Regions from separate parts of the Mus musculus genome. Here region 1 is linked to region 2. A link is a contact called in public Hi-C data. All regions are on one chromosome and are shown on one strand. Each heading gives the region's core, a stretch centred on a gene start, on an enhancer-like site or on the middle of the called end of the contact. The rest is flanking DNA. Distances are from core to core; before and after follow the strand shown. Region 1 has its middle 81 kb from the start of Gm51759. Region 2 holds the start of Sf3b5 (splicing factor 3b, subunit 5).

Region 1 (7,056 bases), core at 3,200-5,699, 1.2 Mb before region 2:
CTGCTTTTCCTTGTCTTTCCCATTTCATCTGTGTCCCTACAAGGCAGTGCCTGGTTGTTCTCAGTTGGACTATCTCTCCAGCCGAACACCTCCTGTAAGCAGGAGTGTTGAAATGTAGGCGCACAGGAAGTGGTTCCTCAAACACTCCCACTTGCCAAGGGACCTGGCAAGCTGCCATGTCATCACTCCAGGGTTCCCACGCATCTCTCCTTGCTTCAACTCCTCGAGATTTCATGTTCCTTCCTGGGGACAGCTTGCGATTTCCAGAACATGTTCTTGTGTTTAAAGGAAGAGGTTGGGTTTTGGGATCATAAAACTCACTTCTTGTGAGAGATTTTTATATTCTGTCTCCATCCATTGAGACCATAACTCTTTAGAAATGGTGACATGTTTGCAGAGGAGATCTGTATTTATCTTCTAGCAATACATAAAGCGGACTTCTCTCTGTTTTATGTTTGGGACCATGTGGAGCGTAGAAGCATTTACCTGTGACTAGAAAAACAGGAAAGAGCACAGGCTTTGGACTCTTGCGAGAGGTAATTAAGTGGTCAGGAAACAGATGTGCCCAACTAGAGAGTGAGACACTTCAGCCTCCATGATGCTATTTCCAAAATTGTCCCCTCCCACCATCTGTCTTTGCAGATTTGCGGTTTCCTAGCCGTGCTGGGGAACATAGTGAGTGATGGCTCTGCCATTCTCCCATAACCAGTGAGAAATAAAGGAACAAGAAAGGCTCTTCATAAGAGCTCTGGCTTCATTGTCACACATGCGTGAATCCAGGGTGCATTTTTCAGGTTGGGAAATACAATTCTTTGTGGGGCAGGTAACATGATTACATCGCACAATCTCTTCTACTGGAAGGCTGCATCAGTTCCCTGTGTTCTCAGTGAGAACTCGAAGGATGCTCTTGAGATCAGGGGTTCTAGTCCCAGGGATAGCCTTTTGTGCTGGCCTCAGCATCCTTGCATATTAAAAAAAAAAAAGGCCTTAGGCCTGGTGTTCAGCTCTCAAACATTCCACGAATCGCTTTAACAAGCACAGACTTGCGGGTGCTCTTCTGGCACTCCCAGAGAGGAATTTTCCCTGTTGGGGTTGTGTTTGGGGAGTGCTGTTTGGTGTTGCTATATCAGTAGCGCATATCTAGTGCACATATCTCACTGTGGCAGATCCAGATGGGATTACTTTTATTATATTGTTAAAGGAAAATATGTGTACACATATCTACGCAAACACATAGGCACACAAAACCGACCCTTGAGTACCACTAGACCGATGCGGTGGAACATCTTGCTCACCTGAAACAGTCCAGAGTCACAATAACTAATGACAATTAGGCTGCAGGTAGAACTAGATGATAGCCTGCTGTCTAACTTCAGCTCTTTCCTCACCGAGGAACTGAGGAAAGCCATGGTCAGACCCAGCTGGGCAGATAGTTCCCTCATGATGCTGCTCTTTCTCTTCCCAGAACAGGACAGGACCTTTGCAGTACTCTGGACCAGTGTACAAGTGACGTTCTTTAAAGACTGATTTGGAGAATTTGCTAGTGTCATCTATGATTTCACAGCATCACACATTAAAGTTCAGCGTCTTCATCAGCCGTCTTTATATAACTCGTGCTATTTCGAGTTCTACTTGCGAATGCACAGACTCAGGCAAACGCAAGACTGTGGAGAGCCTGGCTTGTCTCCAGGGCCCACTCTCCAATGTGGAATCACTGCCACTTGCCTGTTACAAAATACCTTCTTTTCCTCTCCACACAGCTATGGAAAGGCTTTCCGAGACCACCCTGACTGTTGGAGAGAAAAGGACATCTGAACTGAGTGCTGTCTTGAGAATTATCCCCACTGTGTGGAAACCATTACCCCAGGGGTACATCCTGAGCCTCAGCGGCCAATGATCCCAGAAAGATAGCAGCTAGAAGCAAAACCACGAACTTGGTTCACAGAGATTTCTTGGTGCACTGTCACTCTCCCTTGTTGCATGTATATCACACCATACTCTGGGTTGTGGAGAGATTTGTCTTCCTTAGCGGTAAGCACTCCGTGATTCACTCTTTACCAAGAACTAAGGAAGAGGAAGTTCAGCAAATCCTCCCCTTTAGGAGTTGGCCCAGGATTATGTAAGTGGGTTGAGAGGAATAGTAGAAACAGATGATTTTAATTCACCTCATCTGTTCAGTACCTGCAGCGCAGATGCGGTGTTTGTGAGCATTGCAGCATCTGTTTCATTATACTGTTACCACATCCCTAGACTCTTTCGGCGCATTAGCCATCTTCAAATTGTCTTTCTGAAACATATGTATGCATTTATATATTCCCTCTGCGATGCCTTATTGAATATGATCAGGCAAAATACACCCATTTCTGTGAAATGGTAGAAGCTACTGCGTGTTTCTTTTTAAAACATCGAAAGACATCCTATAATTTTCTTCAATGGGTCTCCATGCCCTTTCCTTGAAAATGTGTGATGTCATTCATTATCCTTACCATCTCCATTACTTTTATTATGATGAGAGTTTAATGCAGGCGATAGGCATCATCTGTCTAAGGTACATATAGCTCTACATAATCTAGCCCAAAGGGTTCCTTTTTAGCTCTGAAAAGGAAATTGTCGTTTTAGCACATGCTATGTAGAATCTTGTTGAGATGCAGCACAAAGGGAACCCTATTAAATCAGGAACCAGCATGCACACTCTGCAGAGGCCCCTCGGTGGAGGCTCATTGGATGATTTCTGCCCTCTCAGGCCACCTCCCCATCTACAGTGTTCTGTGGGACACTGTAGGACAGCATCAGTGCTTGGTGGGACAGCCGACAATCAGAGCGGTGTCATAATGACCACTGCTATGCTCTGTGGGCTATTCTTGCCTTAACATTTCTTAACTCTTAGAATACTTCCTGGTCCTCTACCTCCTCTGCCTATAAAGAGTGAAAGGGGCCCTCTCATGAGACCACCTATTCCTTCCGTTCCCACCCAGTAGAATAGTATTTACAGTGAGCCTAATTTTTCTTATGCCTTTCCAGACCGGACTACTGGACTTCAGAGAGATAGAGAATGAGCCTATATTTATGGGCTTTTAAAGAATTATTTATTTATTTTATTTTTATGAGTACACTGTAGCTCCCTTCATGCATGCCAGAAGAGGATATCGGATCCCATTACAGATGGTTGTGAGCCACCATGTGGTTGCCGGGAATTGAACTCAAGACCTCTAGAAGAGCAGTCAGTGCCTTTAACCACTGAGCCATCTCTCTAGCCCATCTCCTAAGTCCATGGAGTAATGTTGTTTATTCCACAGTGAAGGGACAAGCATGTGAGTAAATGAATGTAGAGAATTTTAAATAGTGTTTCAGTATATCATTTTAAGAGAGCACTTATTAAATAGTAGAGACTCAATAAGTACTGCATTTTGATAATTCAACGAGTCATATATTTTTGATGAGCCGAAGTCATCTTCCCTGCATCTGGGTAAAGTATTCAGTAACAGACAAGAAGAACTCAGTCTCTGTTTAGATGAAAATAAAATATAGCACTTTGTCCTATATTTTAACCTGAAAATTGTTATTAATTTATCCATAACTTGCTTTGAGAAGTGCACAAATGTTCAGCGATTCCTCTGTATTTGAAAGCTCCAAGAATGACATCAAAGTATATTTTTAACACTGTAACATAGAAAAAGTTGGCTGTCTGCTATGGCCCCTGCTGAGGGTCTCTCTCCTGACTGGGATCAGGAACAAACACTGTCTTTGTGTCATCCAGGTTGACAGGGAGGCTGCAGCGGACTCTCACCTTGTCCGAGACCTCTAGCCAAATGCCTTCCCTGTTTCTTCTCCCTGTGCTCTCTGCAGAGGAGCTAACTTCAAAATTGCATCAGCCGGCTCGGCTCACTGTTATTTCAAAGTGATGCTCACACGTGAGAAAGAAGCCTGTGGCAAGCCTTTCAAAGTACTAAAACTGTGACTCACTGCCAGACAGAAAAAAAAAGTCTTCTTTGCACACACACACACACACACACACACACACACACACACACAAGCCATAACACGCTACTGCTAAAATTAAAATTAATTTTTTTCTCAAAACAGGCCATCCATGGCTACACATCAGTAATAACATTACAACTTAAACCTTAACAAAAAGAGTCTAATTTTCCAGTGGATTCGGGGAAGAACATTAGATAATACTTAATAGCAGGAGCAAAACAGAGATGTTCCCTGAAAAGTGATTTAACTGGGTGATGTCATGGAGTTATGAGGGAAGGGTAGTCTGGCTTTCTTGGCAATGTGAGCTTCAAATGAAGTTTGGAAGTAATTTAAAAAAAAATGTTGTTCCACAAAAATGTATCAGTCATATAATTCAGAAAAGCCGTGACTTTGCACTTAGGAAAGACTGTCTCCTCTCTCTACTTCATCTCCAGAGCTGATTCTGTCACTTAAATAGAAACCACAGGCCTTGCTTGACACATGCTACTCCGACTCTCACTTCCTGTTTCATAACAAACTACTCCCCCTCCCTTCTGGGAGCTTGCAATCTGTCCCAGAAGCCGCAGATGTATGATACAATGAAGCAAAAACTGAGGGAGAGCAATTAGTCTGAGGACTAAAAGAAAAAAAAAAAAAAAACTGTTTCTTTGTCTTCCTTCCATCCGGGTAGTTGCTGAAGATCGGAGAAAGCAAGGAAAGATCAATATGCATCTCCAACATGTCAAAATAGGTTGAAAAATGAAACATTCATTCGGCCTCTCGCTTGTTTATGTTTGTAGTGCATGTTTGGTAGCTGAATTGGTCCCTTTGGATATTGTCAAGTGGGGCTTGAAGGAATAATGAGCAGACACTTATTTTAAAGAGCAAACAGCAGTGTAAGAGGAGAAGCAAAAATAGCAGAGCTGGAGAGTGGGTTCTATGAGGTGGAGTATGACAGAGTCTAACTCGCTTCTCATCCAGCTGAGAGCGCTTCCTAAGGACACCACCCAAAGAGCCATGAAGCTGGAAAGGGCAGGCATTTGCATCCTCAGCCAGAGCTTCTGATTGACAGCCCACTTACCCGAAAGCATCAGGAGGCTTTGGGAAGTGTGCCCACATTCAGCCAAGATCAAGCCTTTTTGGATATAAGCATATATAATGAGGTGCATGAGCAAGGAATCTTAAAGCAAGGTGGTAAGTGGATTCAACATTAACCATACTGTTTATCCACTTTAAACAGAGTCAGAAAGGAAAGTTCATTGAGGGGCTGGGGAGATTGCTTGGTCAGCAAAGTCCTGCTCCTCAGGCGTGAGGATCTGAGTTGCATCCCCAGAATCCAGGGAAAAAAAAGCAGGGTATAGCACACACTTGTAAACACAGTGTTGAGAAGGTCCCTACTGCTCCCTAGGTCAGCTTAGTAAATAACAGGATCCTCGTGAAAGTGAGAGACCAAAGGAGGGTGTCTTAGTCAGGGTTTCTATTCCTGGACAAAACATCATGACCAAGAAGCAAGTTGGGGAGGAAAGGGTTTATTCAGCTTACACTTCCATACTGCTGTTCATCACCAAAGGAAGTCAGGACTGGAACTCAAGCAGGTCAGGAAGCAGGAGCTGATGCAGAGGCCATGGAGGGATGTTCTTTACTGGCTTGCTTCCCCTGGCTTGCTCAGCCTGCTCTCTTATAGAACCAAGAGTACCAGCCCAAAGATGGTCCCACCCACAAGGGACCTTTCCCCCTTGATCACTAATTGAGAAAATACCCCACAGTTGGATCTCATGTAGGCACTTCCCCAACTGAAGCTCCTTTCTCTGTGATAACTCCAGCTGTGTCAAGTTGACGCATAAAACCAGCCAGTATAATTGATCCCTTGTCAACTTGACAAACAAACACATCACTAGTAAGCCTCAACCCTTAGTTCTTATTCATCTCCAAGATCTTGAATAACTTTAAAAGTCCCACAGTCTTTACATATTAAAAATTCAATCCTTTAAAAATATCCAATATCTTTTAAAATCCAAGGTCTTTTTACAATTAAAAGTATCTTACCTGTGGGATCCACTAAAATATTTTCTTCCTTCAAGAGGGAAAAATATCAGGGCACAGTCACAATCAAAAGCAATAATTAAACTCCAACTGTCCAATGTCTGGGATCAAACTCACAATCTTCTGGGCTCCTCCAAGGGCTTGGGTCACTTCTCCAGCCATGCCCTTTGTAGCACACACCTTGTCTTCTAGGCTCCAGCTGTACTCCACTGCTGCTTCTGTTCTTAGTGGTCATCTCATGGTACTGGCATCTCCAAACCACTGCTGTCTTCCACTGTAACTTGGCCTCAACAATAGCCTCTCATAGGCTCTCTTCATGGTGTCAAGTCTCAGCTCCTTTGCATGACCCCCTCAGTCCTGGGCCATCGATTGCAACTGAGGCTGCACCTTCACCAATGGCCTTCCATGGCCTCTCACAGTGCCGAGCCTCAGCGTGACCCCTTCATGCCTTCAAAACCAGTACCACCTGGGTAACTCTTACACATTTCCAAGTTGAGCCACAGCACAAGGTACAACCTTGGCTATCTCTGGAACACAGCCTCTGTGCTCTCAGAAAACACTTCCCAGAAGATGTCACCTCAATGATGGTGGTCTCTTCTTAATCACCGCTAATTTCTTAGCTCCAGCTAACCAGCATCAATAGCCCCAGTATTTTTAAAAGATTCATTCTTATACTTCTGTTCCTCTAGAACCAATCCTGGTACCAACTTCTGTGGGGACAGAGAAGGTCACAGAGACAGGTTACAGAGGAGAATGAGAGTACTCAGGATGCAGTGTGTGTGTGTGTGTGTGTGTGTGTGTGTGTGTGTGTGTGTGTAAAATTGTCAATGAATAATTTTAATTAGTAGATGAAACAAAGGTTGAAAGCATCTGAGGAAGACAACAGAGGTTGACACTTGGCCATCACATGTGTGCACATAGAGTGGTAACACACATGCACCCATGTTAATGCACATACAAAAAGCACAGACACCTAAAGTAAAATATCAAAATAAAAGGGTGTACTAAAGGAAGGCACCAGAGGGATCTGGAAATGTTCATGAGAGGATCTGG
Region 2 (6,226 bases), core at 3,051-5,550:
TTTATGCATATAAATGTGTCATCATCTGGAAGCCTACATGAAGCTCAGTATCAGTGAGCTAATACTGTCCAAATAACTGATTATAGATATCCTAATATCTGGATAAGAAGGGGTAAGCTCAGGTCAAAAGGGTGACAACAGCATCAAGCTCATTGATTGAGTTTTATATTCCATATTGTAATTGACATTTAAAGCTACAAATGGGTTATCCTAAAGTATCAATAAAGAATATGGAGAAGAGTTGGAAAAATGGCTGGTTGAATGGTTGAAAAAGCAATGGCTGTTTTTCCAGAGGACCCAGGTTCAAGTTCCAGCACCCACATGGCAGCTCACAACTGTCTGTAACTCCAGTTTCAGGGGATCTGACACCCACGCATGTAGGCAAAACACCAATACACATAAAATAAAAATAAATTATTTTTAAAAGGATATGGGCAACTATTTAAAAAGGCTAAATATCTTTTCCAAACCACAAATTAGTAAAAAATGAATTTAGGGGGTCCTAAGATGGTTTAGTGACTACAACTGGCTCTCGTGATGAGTTCACACGGTGGAAGGAAACAACTGGTCTCTACACAGAAGCAATGCACACATTCAAAGTAAATTAATAAATGCAGCTTGTTGGGTTTTTTTTTTTAAGCATAAACCATATGGAGGTTAAAGATGCTGCCCAGTGGTTAGCACATTTGCCCAACAAGCCCAAGGTGCTGAGTTCTAACCCCAACACAGGAAAAAAAATAAAACCCAAAAATTTAAAGTATGTACCTTCAAAAGCCCTTTAACCAAGCCTCATACCCTGACAGTCCCAAGGTCGAAGCCGGTTTGAGAGTTCAGCTGATTTCTGTTAGAGATACTGAAGACCTATGTAAAGGTGTATTTTAAAAGCCATTCTTCTCAGTAAACTCTGGTTTTGAAAGTTACTTTCATTAAAATGCATCATTCAGTGTTTCATTATTTGTGCGTGGTGTCTGCACTCGTGTGGTCCACGTGTGTGCATCTGTGTACACCAGAAGCAACGGAAAGATGTCTGTCCTTTCATTCCATTATTCCCTTAGCTTTTTTTTTTTTTAAGATTTATTTATTTATTATATGGAAATACATTGTAGCTGTCTTCAGACACTCCAGAAGAGGGAGTCAGATCTCGTTACGGATTGTTGTGAGCCACCATGTGGTTGCTGGGATTTGAACTCTGGACCTTTGGAAGAGCAGTCGGGTGCTCTTACCCACTGAGCCATCTCACCAGCCCCAGCTTTTTTTTTTTTTTTTTGAGGGCCTGAGAGATGGCTCAGTGGTTAAGAGCACTGACTGCTCTTCCAGAGGTCCTGAGTTCAATTCCCAGCAACCACATGGTGCCTCACAACCATCTGTAAAGATCCAGTGCCCTCTTTTGGTGTGTCTGACAGCTGCAGTGTACTCATATACATAAAATAAATAAATCTTTTTTTTTTTAAAAAAAAAAAACCCTCTTACTTTTTTTTGAGATTCTAATATATATCATCCCCCCCCCTTTCCTCCCTCCAGTTCCTTCCCATAATCCTCCTTGTTCTCTTTCACATCCATGTCCACGTTTCCATTAATTGTTCCATGTGTGTGTCCTAGCGGTGCTCAGTCTGTAATGCTACTTCTGTGAAGGTTTCAGAGCTCACCGTTGTTATTGGCTAACTAACTGGCCTGGTCTTTCCTGGGAAAGGCTCCCTCTCCCTCTCAGTATTCCTCAGTTGCCTGCAGGTGTGGAGAGTTGAGGCCTGCTGAGGACAGCCTTTCCCTGTCCACGTTAGGGTGTTTACTGTTCTCGTTCAATTCATCTTTAGGCTGCCACATTGGTGAGACTTTATGGGTACAGCTTCAGACATTTCTCGGACACTCTTACAGCATACTCCCTGATTCTCCAGGACTTAACAATATCTCTGCCCCCTCTTCAGAAATATCCCGAGCCTTAGGGGAGGGGTAGGCATATGGGTTGGGATTGGGTCCCACAACTCTGCATTTTAATTGGTTCTGCTTTTCTGTAATGGTTTCCATCTATTGCAAAAAGGAGTTTCCTCATTTTTTTCTTTTAAAGATGTTATTTTCTATGTACACAAATGTTTTCCTGCATGTATGTACAGCACTTTTGTCTGGTGTCCACAGAGGTCACAAAAGTTAGTGGATCCCTTGGGACTGGAGTTACAGACAGTTGTGAGCCACCATGTAGGTGCTGAGTACCAAGTCAGGGTCCTCTTACCATGTAGCCATCTCTCCAGTCTATCCTCCCCTTACTGTCTTGAGACACCATCTCTATCTGAACCTGGAGCTGAGCAGGCAGTCAGAAAGCCCCAGCTATCCTCTCCACAGTACTGGGGCTATATGAACTTGGGTTTTTGCACTGGTAGCAGAAATCTGAACTGGTTCCTGGACTTACACAGTAAGGACTCTTACCTCCAAAGCCAGCCCTCCTGAATTCTGTTACTTCTGTTTGTTTGAAACAGGGTCTATTAGCCCCGTTTGTCCTGAAGTATGCTCATCAGGCTAGCCTTGAACTCATGGATCCAATTGCCTGCCTCCCCACTGGGGTTAAAGGCATGTGCCACCACTCCCAGCTACTGTTACTTTTAAATAAGTTACTAAAAATGCATTTAGTTTTCTCTTCTGCTGAAAGCCAATAGCTATAACCCACATAAAAACTTTGAGTCACCAACCAGCTTCCACGTCTTCTTGTCCTGGTGTTTTCTATTGTTCATCCCTTCCCAGCATACTGCTTTTGTGTGGAGGAGTTGGGGATAGGATTCAAGACAAGGTTTCTCTGTGTAGCCCTGATGGTCCTGAAATTAGATCTGTAGACCAGGCTGGCCTTACACTCGAGATCCTTCTGCTTTTGCCTCGAAAGCACCTGGACCAAGTGTGCACCAACACATTCTTTGAACTCAAGAGATGCCCCAGCCTCTTGGGTGCTGGGATTAAGGTGTGCACCACCACACTGGTATGCTGGTGACTCATACTGCTTTTATGGTTTTCCTTCAGTAAGTCAAACACACTGCTGCTCTTGGGTCCTCTGCCCTGGCCGGAAAACACCTGCATGGCCATTTCTCTTGATTCCTTAAAATCTGTTCTCAAATGACATCTCAGTAAAGTAGCATTGTAAGCATGGTTTTTAAAGTTGTAAACTCTTCAAGCTGGCATAATGTATGCCCTCAAACCTTTGGAAAATGCTCTGGTGAAAAGGGAAGAGGGGTGGGGGGAATGGGGCGCTGAGCAGGATGGGGACGTGATACCACTTGTTTGCCAGTTTATCATTTCTGAAGACACAAAGGGTAATCATCAAGAAAAAGGGGTAAGGGGTAGCGCATAAAGGGAAGGGTAGGAAAGGGATATGGGCAATCTCCGCGCTTCAAGGTTTCTTTGGGACCAGACACACTGTACGCGTGAAGACTATTGAGGTGGGATAATATCATAAAAGTGTGTGTGACGACTTAAGGACTTGCCCTGTGCTTCTGCCCCCATTTCCTATTTATACTCTCACAAAACCTTGATCCACAGAACCCTCTCCTAATAACCTCCCAAAGAACACAGCAATCCATACCAAAGAATAGAGCAAACCCTAAACTTTATATATATATGGTTTTTTAAAAAGGCAAGAAGACATCAACTATCGAAAAGCAGACTCGAAATGCGCATCACTCTCGTGCAGTCTTCTCCCTCGCTTGCCGATGCTGGGATCACTCCTTCTGCACAGTTCACAAGGAGCGGACCCGGACAGTCTCTCCATGACTTGTTCCGAATCCTCCACAGGTACGCAGGTCAGGCGACACAGCCAACACGGAATGGTCGAGATGCAGGAGCAAGGAGGCTCGCAGCCGGCACACGGGGAAGACTGGGCAGCGCTCACCTCAGTTCTCCTCGGGCTTGTCCGCGGGCGGCCCGCTGGGCTGCAGCATTTTCTCCATCAGGTTGAACCGCACGCGGGCTTTGCTCTCGTTCTCGGCAATGGCGAAGTAGTTGAGGAGGTCGAAGTGGCCCATGTAGGAGCAGTAGGAGTCGCGGTGCTGGTTCACCAGCCATTCCCACTTGGTGGTGTCGGCGTGGCCCGTGCCGATGTACTTGGACTGCAGATGCTCCAGCTGGCTGTGGATGGTGTACCGGTCCGTCATCGCGCCGCTCTGCTCGTAGGCTCCGAGGTCAGGACACAGACGAGAAGCTGCCGCTCGCGGCGTTCAAGTGAGAGACGCTGCCGCTGCCGGTGCCGCCGCCGCCACGCAAAACCTCAGTTCGTGCAGGCGCGGGAGAAAGACGCCACCGAGACGCAGGAGTAGACAGTCTTTTCCTAGGCGGAAGCGGAAGTGCCGTCTGTCGCGGGATTGGAGTTGCCTAGGAAACACTGGGCCGTCTCCTCACGGAGCCCGCCTACTTCGAAGAGTGTTGCATGATGGTCCGCTTAGTGGCTCTCGGGTGATCACGTTCTAGTCTGAGCGTTGCATTCTGGAACAAGTAGTCCAAAGAGTTTGTTTTAGGGTTTTGTTTTGTTTGTTTTGTTTTTGCCTGGCTGCTGTAGGACGATGGCAAACGGCCTCTGAGAGTTATCCCACGGCTCTGGGCTACTAAGAAGGGGAAATCCAAGAGGGTTTCAACTACAAGCAACCAGGAAAATTAACTCTTGTACCTAGAAGCTAACGTGGCAGCATGGTTCCCCCGCGGTCCCAGCTTTGTCTCTTAGAATTTGGGCACTGGGAAAAGTATTTTTGGTGATCAGTGTCAGCCCCAGTAGTCTCACTAATGGCTCCCACAACGAGCTCCAGGCTCCCGTTTCTCAACCCATTGAGGGGTTGTTTGCTCTAGGTCACTCAAAAGCTATTCCTTGAAGTCAGATGTGGTTCAAGACTAGATAGATAGATAGATAGATAGATAGATAGATAGATAGATAGATAGATAGATAGATAGATAGATAGATAGATAGATAGAAAGAACACCTCTCTTTCTAGTCACCTGTGTTTTTCTGCTGATTACTGCCTTACGTTGGGGGTTGTGCACTTTCTCACGTTACAAACAACTCAGAAAAGATAATTGTACTTCTTTTATGGTATCCCTTAAGGATACATGTATAGCCTGATGTAGATTGTACTCTCAAAAAACCATTTTAGGAATGGGGTAAGAGCAGTCACAGCCAAAGAGAATGGACAATGACAGACAATTTGAAAATACAGGAGTTTGGGGGTACTTTTGTTTACTTGGTGGGGGGAGGATCTGGCCCTGAGCTCACAGCAATCCTCCTGCCTTTGCCTCCTGAATGCTGGGATTAGAGGTGAGTTCCGCTCCATCCAATATTAATTCTTCTGTTTAAATTTTGTCATAATAAGCATCATGCCAGGTGGTGGTGGCACACACCTTTAATTCCACCACTTGGGAGGCAGAGGCAGGCAGATCTCTGAGTTCAGGGGCAGCCTGGTCTACAGAGCTAGTTTCAGGACAGCCAGGGCTACAAGGAGAAACTCTGTCTCAAAAAAAAATAAAACCAACCAACACCAAGACTTAGACAACATAATACACATCTTATTCCTAAAATATAGAGACTATACGGCAATACCTGTGGATATGCCATCCAGCCATACTATACCTGTCTCTTATTATTTATTTATTGAGACAGGGACTCAAATTCTCTGCACCTGCTTCAGACTTTGAAGTGATCTATCAGAGGCTTAGTCACCTTGTCAGGCTTCATTTTAACCCTTTAATTGTTTACTGTTTCACTGTCGTTTCTTTTGGTTTGCAGGGGTTTTGTTATTGTTTTTTGTTTGTTTGTTTGTTTGTTTGTTTTGTTGGGTTGGGTTTTTGAGACAGAGTCTCTCTGTGTAGCCCTGCCTGGCTGGCCTGGAACTCACTTTGTAGACCGGTCTGGCCTCAAATTCACATAGAGGCCTGACCTCAAAGTCACAGAGATCTTCCTGCCTCTGCCTCCCTAGTGCTGAGGTGAAAGGTGTGTGCCAGCATCACCCTGCTGGTCTGTTGTATTTCTGCTGCTGTCCATTGCGGATTTAAATTCTTCACTCATTTCTTCTCGGCTCCTCTCCTCCCCAAGTTGCTTTCAGTCACAGTGTCCATCGCAGCAATAGGAACTCCGACTGAGACAATTAGATCCCCATGAACACCCTTCTAGTAAAAAATAAGACAAAAAACTAGTGGGACGCCAGTGTTATTAAGTGTGGCTTAAGAATATGAAAACGTTCCTGAAGTCAAAAGAGCCTAGGAAGAAGTC

The links. A called contact is a pair of places that touch in the nucleus more often than the background predicts.
Region 1: a contact with region 2 is called in a Hi-C map of uterus, with 9 times the contacts expected there. The contact joins the enhancer-like site here to the promoter of Sf3b5 in region 2. A contact is called at or near these places in 8 of 39 promoter capture datasets (the 3T3-L1 cell line, 3T3-L1-derived adipocytes, embryonic stem cells and 2 more), 4 of 15 datasets of contacts at CTCF or cohesin (embryonic stem cells, large pre-B cells, pro-B cells and 1 more), 53 of 484 Hi-C or Micro-C datasets (the AML12 cell line, B cells, the BV-2 cell line and 30 more), 4 of 115 datasets of contacts at active chromatin or transcription factors (astrocytes, bone marrow-derived dendritic cells, fetal liver and 1 more) and 3 of 9 other capture datasets (embryonic stem cells, liver and macrophages).

Annotation. Positions count from the first base shown.
Region 1 is chr10:14,205,239-14,212,294 of GRCm38.p6, reverse strand. No RefSeq gene overlaps it. Among named protein-coding and RNA genes, the nearest start is that of Gm51759, 81 kb to the right of the region's middle. Within about 2 kb of position 4,449, at least 130 of the 459 cell types and tissues checked have an H3K27ac peak or open chromatin away from gene starts, as enhancers often do. A contact at or near this core is called in the BV-2 cell line, the C2C12 cell line, the P5424 cell line and 7 more, where this site is marked.
Region 2 is chr10:13,006,524-13,012,749 of GRCm38.p6, reverse strand. It overlaps Sf3b5 (splicing factor 3b, subunit 5), which reads right to left and starts at 4,300. Exons shown (of 1, transcript NM_175102.4): 1 at 3,567-4,300. The coding sequence starts at 4,127. The coding sequence ends at 3,867.